Linked DNA regions of Sus scrofa: region 1 is linked to region 2. Evidence: chromatin contacts called from public Hi-C data. All regions are on one chromosome and are shown on one strand. The core of a region is the stretch at or near the end of the contact, and the rest is flanking DNA. Distances in the headings are between cores, read along the strand shown.

What was found. A called contact is a pair of places that touch in the nucleus more often than the background predicts.
Region 1: a Hi-C map of liver shows a contact between it and region 2, with 4 times the contacts expected there. The contact joins the enhancer-like site here to the promoter of PDLIM5 in region 2. A contact is called at or near these places in 1 of 5 promoter capture datasets (liver), 10 of 47 Hi-C or Micro-C datasets (embryonic fibroblasts, fetal heart ventricle, heart right ventricle and 2 more) and 2 of 2 datasets of contacts at active chromatin or transcription factors (alveolar macrophages and skeletal muscle).

The regions. Positions count from the first base shown.
Region 1 is chr8:125,210,674-125,217,063 of Sscrofa11.1, reverse strand. The region is part of intron 2 of PDLIM5 (PDZ and LIM domain protein 5); the gene reads left to right. Among named protein-coding and RNA genes, the nearest start is that of PDLIM5, 46 kb to the left of the region's middle. Within about 2 kb of position 5,058, at least 9 of the 83 cell types and tissues checked have an H3K27ac peak or open chromatin away from gene starts, as enhancers often do. A contact at or near this core is called in liver and skeletal muscle, where this site is marked.
Region 2 is chr8:125,258,462-125,264,350 of Sscrofa11.1, reverse strand. It overlaps PDLIM5 (PDZ and LIM domain protein 5), which reads left to right and starts at 4,382. Exons shown (of 18, transcript XM_021101756.1): 1 at 4,382-4,511.

The sequences.
Region 1 (6,390 bases), core at 3,809-6,308, 48 kb after region 2:
CTGGCCTGGGAGCTTCCATATGCCTCAGGCATGGCCTTGAAAAGAAAAGGAGGAAAAAAGGCATTAAAATTTGAGTCTTTCTGATTTCAGAAGATTTATGCCCGGCCGGTATGACACTTTCAAACTCACACCAAATGCGTGAGCTGTGATTTTTATTAAGAATTGTCTGCAACTGTCTTCTTGTAGAGGTTTCTTTTTTGAAGAAGAAGACCAGTTTATGTATGATTCTTTGTCTTATGTGATTTCCCTCAAGGGAAGATATGGTCAGTGGATTTAATTGAATTAATGCTCTTCTGTGATGTTTTTGTGTTCCTGGTTATCTCGATGGACATTGTGAGGGCACGTCTTGACAATAATATATTCACTGTCAATAAAATCTTTGTTGAGTATTTTAAAGTTAAGAGAATTTATTTTTATCCTACTAGTAATGACTACCTTTTATTTAAAGAAGTGAAAATAGGAGTTCCCTTCGTGGCTCAGTGGTTAACGAACCCAGCTAGGATCCATAAGGATGTGGGTTTGATCCCTGGCCTTGCTCGGTGGGTTAAGGATCCTGCGTTGCCATGAGCTGTGGTGCAGGTCGAAGATGCGGCTCAGATCCCAAGTTGCTGTGGCTGTGGTGTAGGCCGGCAGGTATAGCTCCAATTCGACCCCTAGCCTGGGAACTTACATATGCCACAGGTGTGGCCCTAAAAAATAAAATAAAATAAAAAAGCAAAAAAATAAAATAAAGAATTGAAAATAATAATTCGGAACTTAATACTAGTATCCTAATATAGGTAAAAAAAAAAAAAAAAAGGAACAGTTTATATCCAACAAACTATATAAAACATGGTATGATCATGATAGAAATATGGTTACCAATTATGTGATCCAAAATTCATTCGGGAAAGGTAGATTGACTGTGCTCATTTGTTAAGATACCTTTTGAGTACTCTGACATTCCCGTTCGATAAAAGGAGAAAAACAACTTTTTAGTGGATTATTCTGGAGTTCAAGCTTCAATCTTGTTGTAGTGTGACTTGTCTACATGCTGTCACAAAGATGTATGTGGCTGTCATGAAACAGCTCCATTTAGTAAAGTGAGCATCTCTTTGCCGTTCACTACATATGTGGTTGCAACATAGAAGGATCTGTATCTAGCACACCATCCAGGGTCAATCAGAGGTTTTGAATCACTGTTTGCCACCAGCACTTTGCAAGGTTGCCACACTGAGTGTATAGCTACAGGCCCTGACAGAGTTTTAACTTGCTAGATCGCCTGAGAGGAGAAACCATATCCATTGTTCTGTCTGTTACTGGAGAATCCTTGGAGGACCGTGTTGCCCCTGTTGAGCTAAACCTAGATGTTCAGCCAGCAGTCCCCATGAGGAATGACCCAGCCTTCGGGGTCAGGACGAGGCCTTGAGAGACCAAATGTGTGTGCTTTAAAAAGCAGGCTCATTTGGATGGTACCTGCAGAGAGCTATTAGAGTTACATTATTATATACTCACTCAAATTCAGTGGCTAAATTTAAAACTGAGTACCTCATGCGTGATTTCAGAGGTCTTTTGCTCTTGGCTAGAAATGCAAATTAAATATATTTAACAGAGATGCTTTTGTGTTCTCATATTTTCATTGACTTTTTGTGTATTTTGCTATTGTAGTCCTGTATTCCCAGCTCAGGATCTTCACACATACTGATCTTTTTGAAAATCTTTCTGCCTGGGGAACCCCTAGATTTTTGAGTCAACCTGGTTGACCTCTAGACTGGTTGAGAGGCCCATATTATTTACTTTCATAACACCTCACATTAAAAAATAGGTAACTCTTTTCACTTCATGATGTGACTTTATGATGATAGCTGTCCAATATTTTACTCTCATTTAGCAGTCGGTTAAAACAATAGCTGTAAAAGCTGTGAATGCTATAAATGTAGGCAGAAAGGACTTTGCCCGTGGGTTTTTATTGCAGATTATTGCATGCACTCCTTTAGTGTTGGGCATTGTGGTCTACTTTAGCAGGTAAAAATTGATAGATGAGAGCTTGAATACTTTAAAGAAAATTTTGAAGTAAGATTGAGTAGACCAAATATTCACCAAAAGATATTTTGTGTTAATATGTGTGCCTAAAAAGTGAAGCTATCTCTGTAGAAGACATTTCTTATGGTCAGGAGGCATATAAACTATTACTATTTTTACCTACTATATTATTTTTATCAACTGCTATGACCACAGGTCTTTATTAAATTAATTACAGAAGAGGAAACATAAAATGGAGAGAAAAAGTAATTATTTATATCTTCTCTCCCCATTGTTGAGAGTAAAATTAAGCTTTCATTTATTTATTTATATGTTTATTGAATCTCTAATATATTTGTAGGGTTCAAATAAAAAACTATAACAGACATACCTAGTAAATAACCTCTGTGTAACTTCCCTCTGCTCTGCATTTTTTTCTAAATTGAAGTTTCGTGGCAACCTTGGGTCCAGCAAAATCTGTTGTTGCCGTTTTCCCCAGAGCATTTGCTCACTTTGTGTCTTTATGTCACAATATTTCAAACTTTATTATTATATTTGTTATGGTGATCTGTGATCCTCTTTGACGTCACTCTTCTAATTGTCTGGGGATATGACAAACCATATCCGTGTAGAACAGCGAACTTAACCCATAGATGTTGTTATGTGTTCCATCAGCTGCATCCACCAGCCCTGCACCCACTTCTCTCTCCCTGTCCTCAGGCCTCCCTATTCCCTGAGACACAGCACTATTACCTACAAAATCAGTAAGTAACAGGAACCTACTGTTTAGTGCAGTAATGTATGAAGGTGTCTATTTCCCCACATCCTGGCAACACACAGTTACAGCTTAGCTCTCTGATAGGTGGCAAATAATCTTAGTGTTGACCAACTTTTTGTATCATCTATATCCATATCTATATCTATATCTATATTTTTTGGTGGTGCCTGCAGTGTGTGGGAATTCCTGGGCCAGGGATCGAACCCGAGCCACAGCAGTGACTGAGCCAAAGCAGTGACAACACAGGATCTTTAACTGCTAAGGCCCCAGGGAGTTCCTCCTGTGTTTTAAGAACTGTATATATTTTCTATGAGGGTAGACTCTTAATATAAAAACTTTGTACATAGAGAATCTAAATGTGATATGATTTTTTTTTTTTTTTTTGGTCTTTTTGCCTTTTTTCAAGCCACTCCCATGGCATATGGAGGTTCCCAGGCTAGGGGTCTAATCGGAGCTGTAGCCACTGGTCTACACCAGAGCCACAGCAACACGGGGTCACAGTCACGTCTGCAACCCACACCACAGCTCACGGCAATGCCATACCCTTAACCCACTGAGCAAGGCCAGGGATGGAACCCGCAACCTCATGGTTCTTAGTCGGATTCGTCAACCACTGCGCCACAATGGGAACGCCACGATTTTTTTTTTCTGAATAAGTTATTCTGCCTATCAGCAAAAGCAGCTCCTTTCAAAGCATCTAAAACCATTTAAGGGTGTTTGAAAAGTTGCAAATTTTATTAACGTCTGTGAATTCTTTCATTAATTTTTAGCCGAAGAGACATGTGTGAACACAGTTAACATTTTAATAGATCTTCCAAACTAGGGAGTCGATACCCATAATATCCAGCCCCAGGAAATTTTACGTAAGTTATGCATACATTTTTCTTTTTACACTGGGGAAATGATGGCGGAAGAACACCGAAAAAGTATAAAAGATAAAAAGGCAGAAATGACATTCGGGCTACTCAAGCTTTCATGTGTCATGAAATAAGCTGTAGCAACTGAGATGATGTTTGTTTTGTTTTGTTTTTTAACTTGATTTACTTCCACTAATTTTTAAAATATGAAGTATAAAGAAGAAAAATTGTAAAATTGCCCATAATCACGTTGTCTAATCCCTTCTGGTAATTCCTGTTGACACTTAGAAAAAAATTGTTTTTCTGAATTTCTAAAAAATCTTTTTTAACTCTCTCAAATATCATGATGTTTAAAGGCACGGAAATTGGTCTTTGATATTAATACAGTTACATTTAAATTTTCAGATAATTTGGTTTTTTGTTGTGTTTTTATTAAACAGATTGGAGATTTTGAAAAACTGGCTGTTCACAGATGCTTTGAGGAGCCATGCTCTCTGCTCTGTGTTAGTTCATTGATCAGTCATGTTTTATTGATCAATTCTTATCCCTCCCTCACCAGCCTCCTCAAGGAGACGCTCCAGTCATCATTCATGGGGGCGTGGGGTGGGGTCCCTGGGAAGATCCTCCCTCCAAGATGAAAGTGGCAGGAGGAAATAGGGTAACAGCCCCCCTTGGAAGGCGGACACTGGGCAGGCCAACTTCCCTCCTCCTCAGATGAGCCTATGTGTTGGGTTTTGGAGTAAGGGTCACTCAGTAGGAGAACTGCAGGGATTTTAAAGTGAAGAAAGGAAATTTTTGGGAGAGGCGACGGTGAGGGGGGAGGTCCCTCGCCTTCTGGCCACTTCTCTCTCTTCCTTCACTTCCTCTTTTCTGTTTCTCTTCCTTTTCCCTCCTGCCTCCTTCTCCTTCTGCTTCCTCTCTCTTTCTTTTTGGTCTGTATGGTTAGAAATTTTGACTGAAGAATTTTTCTTAAACTTGTGTGATGTATGGATACCTGTGTTTGGATACCTGAGAGTTAGGGTAGCAATTTAGAGCTAGCCTGGTCTGTCTAGGTAGGAGCGACAGCCCGATGGGATTTAGGAATTCAGCTGAGCGAGAGTAAAACATGTGCCTTTGGCTGGAGCGTGCAGCATGTTATCTCAGGAGGGAGAATGAGTGGCAGATGATGTGCCAGGTGGAAGGGCAGCCCAGCCAGGATCACAAGCTGGACTTTGCAATCACAAGGCCTGAGTTCCAGCCCCAGCACCGTGACCTCCTAGCTCTGTGACCTTAAAGTGATAACATAAATTCTCTCTTCATTTCCTCACTTATAGACTAAGAATGCTAGTACTTTACAGCCTCTTTGTGAGGTTAAATGAATGACTACCTGTAAAACATCTAACTCTCCAATGTCGCTTCCCCTTCCCTCCTTCTCTTCTTTATTATTAGCATCAAACCTGTTCCAGGCAGCATGTTGAAATAGATCTCTGTGTGGGTGTAGTGCCAATGTAGGTATGCCAAATATTTTGTAGGATGGGCACATAGTCAAGTTCCTTCCTTCCTACTTTGCAATTTTGTTGATTTTTTAAAATCAACAACAGACATTTGTGATACTCTCTTTTTGTTTTCAAGACTGGAGATATTAGATGTTGGATATTTCTTTTTTTCTTTCTTTCTTTTTTTTTTTTTTTTTTTTTTGCTTTTTAGGCCCGTACCTGTGGCATATGGAGGTTCCCAGGCTAGGGGTTGAATTGGAGCTACAGCTTCTGACCTACGCCACAGCCACAGCAACACAGTGAGCAAGGCCAGGGATGGAACTGGCAACCTCATGGTTCCTCGTCGGATTCGTTTCCTCTGTGCCATGACGGGAACTCCTAGATGTTGGATATTCTAAAATTATTTTTCCTACCCCTGTGAAACTAGGAGTCATAAACAGGCATCGAAAGATAAATTGTTAGAGTGGCAAGACACCTTATATCATCCAAACTACCTCCCTTTCCCTGCCAGTTATTTTCTTAAACAAGTGAACAAACCAGGGCAGATAAAGTCAGTGATAGGTGTATTTAGGTTTTTTGTATTTTTGAGGTTTTTTTGGCCATGCCTGTGGCATGTGGAAGTTCTCAGGCCAGAGTTGAACCCATGCCGCAGCAGCAGCCCAAGGCACTGCAGTGACAATGCTAGATCCTTAACCCACTGAGCCACCAGGGAACTCATTGGTGTACTTAGTTTTGAAAACAACTTTTTCGGATGTTAATTCAGTATTTAAATTATTACTACAAGAGCATTCCTTAACCTCTCTTTAGCCAGTAGAATTTTTAATTGAACAAGATGGGTATTTTTCACTGACCTCTCCCAAAATAATATATTATAATAACCTTTCATCATGTAGAAGGAAGATTTTTTTTTGGTCTTTTTAGGGCTGCCCTGCAGCATATGGAGGTTCCCAGGCTAGGGGCTGAATCAGAGCTGTAGCTGCTAGCCTACACCACAGCCACAGCCACGCCAGATCTGAGCTGCATCTGAGACCTACGCCATAGCTCATGGCAACGCCAGTTCCCTGACCCACTGAGCAAGGTCAGGATCAAACCTGTGTCCTCATGGATACTAGTTGCATTTGCTTTGGCTGCACCACAGTGGGAACCTGAAGAAAGATATTTTTGATGGTGCAACTTCGCATTGGGACCAAAATAGCAGTAATATTGTACTGGTCATACATGAATTTATTTCAGAGATCTGCTAAGTTTCTCCTCCTAGATGTTTGTGTCTGTCACTTGG
Region 2 (5,889 bases), core at 3,133-5,632:
CATTTATGCACTTACCTAAGCTTCATGGATCTGTTCTTAGAGTCTTTCTCATCCATTTATTTCTTTCCACTCTCTGTGCCTGCCTTAGTTTTGGCTCTTCTCCCAGGATTCCGTAGTAAGCTTTAGAATGACAGTGTGCCTTTCTCCCTAGATTACCAAATGTTCCTTTAGGTATTAGAATAGTTAAGTCTTCTCCATTCCAGATTTTAAACATTAAATAGTCATACCTATGAGTGGTTTATTTACCTTTCGGGATGAGGACTTAAGAGATAAATTGACTTAAAGTAATATTGGAACTTTTTAAAGACTGCCACTTGATAGTTTATTGGGTACAACTATAAAAACTCATCACAGCTATGCCATCTGGTAATTTAAAGTTTCTGTGATTTTGAAGTACTGCAAGAGGATGCTGAGTCATACATTGGATAATAAAATGTTAGAGCAAACCTTTACACATGTAGGTATATATTGCATTTAGATGGAATATTCTTAAAAAAACTCTTCCTGCTAAATCAGTTAGTCTTTTGATCTACTTTATTATTTTGTTTCTACTCTAGCTTTTTGCACAGTGGTTTTGACACTGTTAAAGTGGTTTTCTTTGTGGCAAATGCCTCATTGCTTAGCCCATAGAGTTAACGAGGTTAAGGACGTCGGTCTGATTTCCCAATAGTTTGCTTATCTTCCTGCAAGTCTGTAGTCACAGACTGCCCTTCAAACCATGGCCAACCATTTCATAAATGTTAGTCATGAGGGAGACAGAGAAGGGGAGTCAGAATGGTTCAATGTCAATTCATTCTAAAGCTAGTTAAAGCATGTGCTCTATTCGAAGTGGTTCAAGAGTTTTGTTTTCTCATATAGAATTCAGTATTTATTTAATTTCTATAATTCTCTAATTATGGAAATTAAAAAATAATTTAATTGCACCTCTAAGCATTAGTTGCTATAACTTTCCATCTCTTTTCTCTGGTCCTCAAGTTGGATGGCTTATTGAATTTACTGAGATGAGAAGCACACAGTTTTGGGGTTTAGACCCTCTGCTCTACTTCTGTCCCTAATTAGTGGTGTGCCCTTGGTTAAATGCCTTAATCTCTAAGTTTCTGTTTTTCCTTTGAAAAAATACCTACTTTATATGGTTGTAAGAATTAAATAAGATAATACACATAAGTCAAGAGCATATTGGGGGGTTGGGGGGGATGCGCTGAAGGTTTGGGATGGAAATGCTACAAAATTGGGTTCTGGTGATCATTGTACCACTATAAATGTAATCAAACTCACTGAGTAATTTAAAAAAATAAAAAATAAAATTTGAAAAAAGAATATAATACATGCATAATAAAGTTCTCTATTTGTTTTTTGTGATACATAAATAAATTAATTAGGAAAGTTTCATATGGCTACTATTTATTTAACATCTACTTAGGGCTAAGCATGCTGTGCAGTGCTTTATACATGTATGTGTGTGTGTGTGTCCTACTCCTGGTGATAACCTCAAAAGTTTATTTATCATTTTCTTTAAGAAACTGAGATAAGCTCTGGCTACTGCGATGCATGTTCTCATCAGAGAACAGCGCACACACAGTAAATTGGAGAATATGGAAATATTCCTGGGGAAGTGGCTTTTAAAAATTATTACTATTATTTTCATGGCTGTGCACATGGCATATGGAAGTTCCCAGGCCAGGGATTGAATCTGACCTGCAGCTTCAACCTGTGCCACAGTTACTGCAACACCAGATCTGCCAGATCCTTAACCTGCTGTATCATAGCAGGAACACCTAGGAAAGTGGCTTTTTTTTTTTCAGGCTGCACCTGCTGCTTGTGGAAGTTCCCAGGCTAGCAACTGAATTGGAGCTGCAGCTGCTGGCTTATGCCACAGCCACAGCCTCGAGGGATATGAGCTGCATCTGTGATCTATGCTACAGCTTGCAGCAATGCCAGATCCTTAACCCACTGAGCAAGGCCAGGGATTGAACTCGTATCCTCATGGATACTGTGTCAGATTCTTAACCCACTGAGCCACAACAGGAACTCCTAAAGTGACTTTTTAAAAATTTTTTTTATTATTTTATTTTATTTTTTGCTTTTTAGGGCCCCACCCGCATCATATGGAGGTTCACAGGCTAGGGGTCAAATCAGAGCTGCAGCCTACACCACAGCCACGGCCATACCAGATGCAAGCCTCATCTACAACCTACACTACAGTTCACAGCCATGCAGGATCCTCAACCTATTAAGAGAGGCCAGGAATCAAACCTGCTTCCTCATGGGTGCTAGTCAGATTCGTTTCCGCCGAGCCATGACCGGAACTCCCCAGGAACTCCTGAAATGACTTTTAAGCATTATGCTTGAATGATTACATGAAGGGGCTACTTGTTTAAAAGGTGGGCTCTTGGAGGCCCCCTGAAAGGATGCCAGTCTAGGTGGGGCCCAGGATATTGCAGTTTTAACAAGCTGCCTACGCCATTGTGGTGCTGTTGGTTCTTTGGAGGACACTTGGATAAATATCAATCTGCGGATCCTTGAATTTAATTCATTTTCCCTACACCCCAGACTTTAAACTGTGTGAGGAGAAGGCAGATTCAGAGGCAGGCTGACATCTGTAGGCCAACGCTGCATTTGTATCTGCATTTGTATCGGTAAGCAACACTCCTCTCATTCTCAACTCTTCTTCGTTACCTGAAGATGCCCAACCTCCAGTGAGACCTCCATACACTGCCTGCAGTTTCTGATGTATTATTTATTTATTGGGCCACGCCTGTGGTATGTGAAAATTCTGGGGCCAGGGACAGAACCTGTACCACAACACTGACAACCCCAGGATCCTTAAGCTGTTGAGCCACTGGAGAATTCCACTTCTTGATATCTTTAATCAATCTGAGTTGATTCAGGCTCAAATGAAATCGTGTCAGCAGCAAAGAGAGGAGAAGCAGACATGGGACTCTTAGAGGGTAATTCTGGCCATTGCCCTATGCAACTGTCACAAGCTGTAATCTCTTGCAACCTCAATTTTGTTGACTATGGATGGGATGAGATTTGTCTCCCAAAGTTACCGTAAGGATCCCTACACTGTGTAGCACATTGTCCATTTATAAATGGAAGCTATTGTTATTATTTATTTAATTATTTATTTATTTGGGGAGTGAAAAGTCAAATATGACAACATATTTTAACACATATTTAACCTTCCTTCCAACAGTCTTCTGGAGAATGTGATGAAAACTATGGACTAGCACCGTCCAATGAAAACATCATGCCTGTCGACATAGGTAATTTAAAACGTCTTAGTGTCATATTCAAAAAACAGGCAAAACTAATTTTAATTATATGTTTAACCAAACACTAAAAAATTCTTATCCTTTCAACATGCAATCAGTTTAAAATTATTGATGTATTTTACATTGTATTTTTTTATACCAAGTCTTCAAAATCCAGTGTGCATTTTTACACTTTCATTACAGCTCAATTTGGGCACTAAATTTTCAATGATTAAGTCAAATGTAGTCCTACCCAAATAATTTGTGTTTAACATAAGCATGTTACCCTGCTTCAGTTTTTAATTTAAAGCAAACTTGTGTAAAACAAACAATTCAGGGTCTCAGTCACAGTAGCCATGTTTCAAATGTTCACTAGCGGCTACCGTTTTGGACTGCATCTTCTCTAGAATTTCGTTTGTCCTTCTAGTGTATTCATGGACCTCGTGATCCGTGCTTTACATGTCACTTGGTTAAGAATTGTCTTTTTCACGTTTTATAAGGCAATTCACAGTTTTGAAGAAGCCAAAAAGTTACTTTCCATATGGCCACTATTCAAATTTACTTGTGAATAAATTCCTTGAGCTAAATCAAACAATCTTCTACAAACTGGAAACTGAACCACTGAGCTGGACTTAGAAAAGTAAGTTGAGGTTATAGTGGTTGAACCACTTTGGGCAGCTGCTCTGTATCTCGATCTTCTGGTTTGATCAGAGGACCTAACTTCTAATATTAAAGTGACTGATTTTCACCTTCCTGCTCAGTAAACTTCAGGGTCTTCACTTCTTAGGGCACACAAAGCTCTCTCAAAAAAACCAGGCAGTAGCCGCGGAACTTGCATACTGATAGGGATTTATCAAAAGCCCTCTCCTATTTTTAGCCAAAGCAACTGCTTGCCAATTCAGTTTCTGGAGAGAGAAATGCTTCCAGTACAAAACATTCAGGCGGGGCGGACAAAAATCCCCTAAGACTACTCCCACCGAAACTAGGTAGTGCAATTGTTTTTCCGCGACGGCTTCAGCTCGCCCCAGCAAGCCCGCGAGCTGGGCGCCGCCGCAAGCAGCCTGCTCCCAGCGCGGCGCAGCCCTGCCCGGCCCGAGGGCGTGGCCGGGAGCCGAGGGGGCGTGTCCTGGCGCGGGGGCGGGGCGGGTGGGAGGAGCCAGGAGGCGGAAGTTCCCGCGGGCGGCGGGGAAGGCGCACGCAACGGAGTCACTTGTCAGCTCTCGTCTGAGGCGGAGGCAGAGCCGCTGCGGCCCCGAGGTGAGTTGCCGTCCGCCGGGGATGTACGTCTGCGATCCCCGGTAGGAAGGAGGGAAAGAAGGGGTGGCCGTGCGCCGAGCGCTTGGGTGGACGCTCAGCTAGGGGAGAGGAGAGGCGCGCTGAGCGCTGGGAGGTTTCTCAGGTGTTTGCTGGACGCCCAACGGCTTGGGAGGAGAAGCGCCCTGGAAAAGGCGGCGCGGGAGTGGGCGCCAGGCCAGAGGACGGGCACCGGAGCCCGGGAGGGCCGGCACGAGCGCGGCGGAGGCAGGGACGCGGGACCCGGGCGCCCGGCGTGGCGAGCGCGAGCGCGGAGGGGCTCCCCGGGCACCCCCGCACCGACCTGCGATCCGGCTGCGGGGCGCCGCCGGGCACCCACCTAGGCGTCCCGGGGCACAATCGTCCTGTGCGAATCTCCGGGCGGTGTGGGTGGGAAGCGGGGCTAAACGGGAATGGCGTGTGCATTTTTTTTTATTTGCTCTCACGCCGAGAAGCGTGTATTTCCCCCGCATATTTAGGATTGTGTAACCTGTTAGGGGGAAACTTCCGTGCGTCCAGAAATAAAAGCTTTTTTAAAAAAACAAATCTGCCGTGAACGCCGGATTTATTAGTACTTGCGTACTTGTTGGGGCTTTTTAAAGGCTGTGCCTTCGGTTCGTTTGACAATAAGTGGAAAAAGGAAGGGCGTATGGACAGGGCAGAGCTTGGAAAGAAAATTCGTGGCTGCGCTGGGCAGGGCAGGTCTAGGGTGTGATCGCCAGATCCTATCCCAAGTCCGCCTTCCTGACCACGAGGACATCGCAACCCGCCTGGCCTCGGAAACAGCCGGCTCGGGAACCTTATTTGGCAAACAGGGCTAGGCGTGAACCTCTCCGCTGGCAAACTGTCTCGTCGCCTGCTTTCATCCAGTGCCTGTGGCTTTAGTTCTTTCACTCTATCTCCGCAGTCTCTGAGTCTGCGGAAAAAGAATCTCAAGATACTGCTTTAATTGCAGACTCTTCTTGTCACTCCCAGCAATTCATCAGGAGTTTTCCTTTCCCTCTTCCCACCCACCAAAGAAGCTTAGATAGAAGTGTGGGAAATACCAAGCTTCCTTCCCAAGTACTTGAGTGAAGACATCGTTCGGACTTTCCCTAAAGGAAATCCAGCACCATACAGAAGTTCCAACATTTTCTACATGTTTGAAAGCGGAGAGGCTGCTTGCTATTTCCTGCCTGCTTGGTATTTTAGGCAGACTTTGGGCATTAATAACCAGAGGAGAGACACCTGGAAAAGGCCAATAATGTTACCGTTGCTTAAGGGATCAGAATATTTTAAGGCAGGTGGAGCTAGCAAAGGGAGAATACTGGAAAGGAAATGACATGGACTAGGAATGAACTGA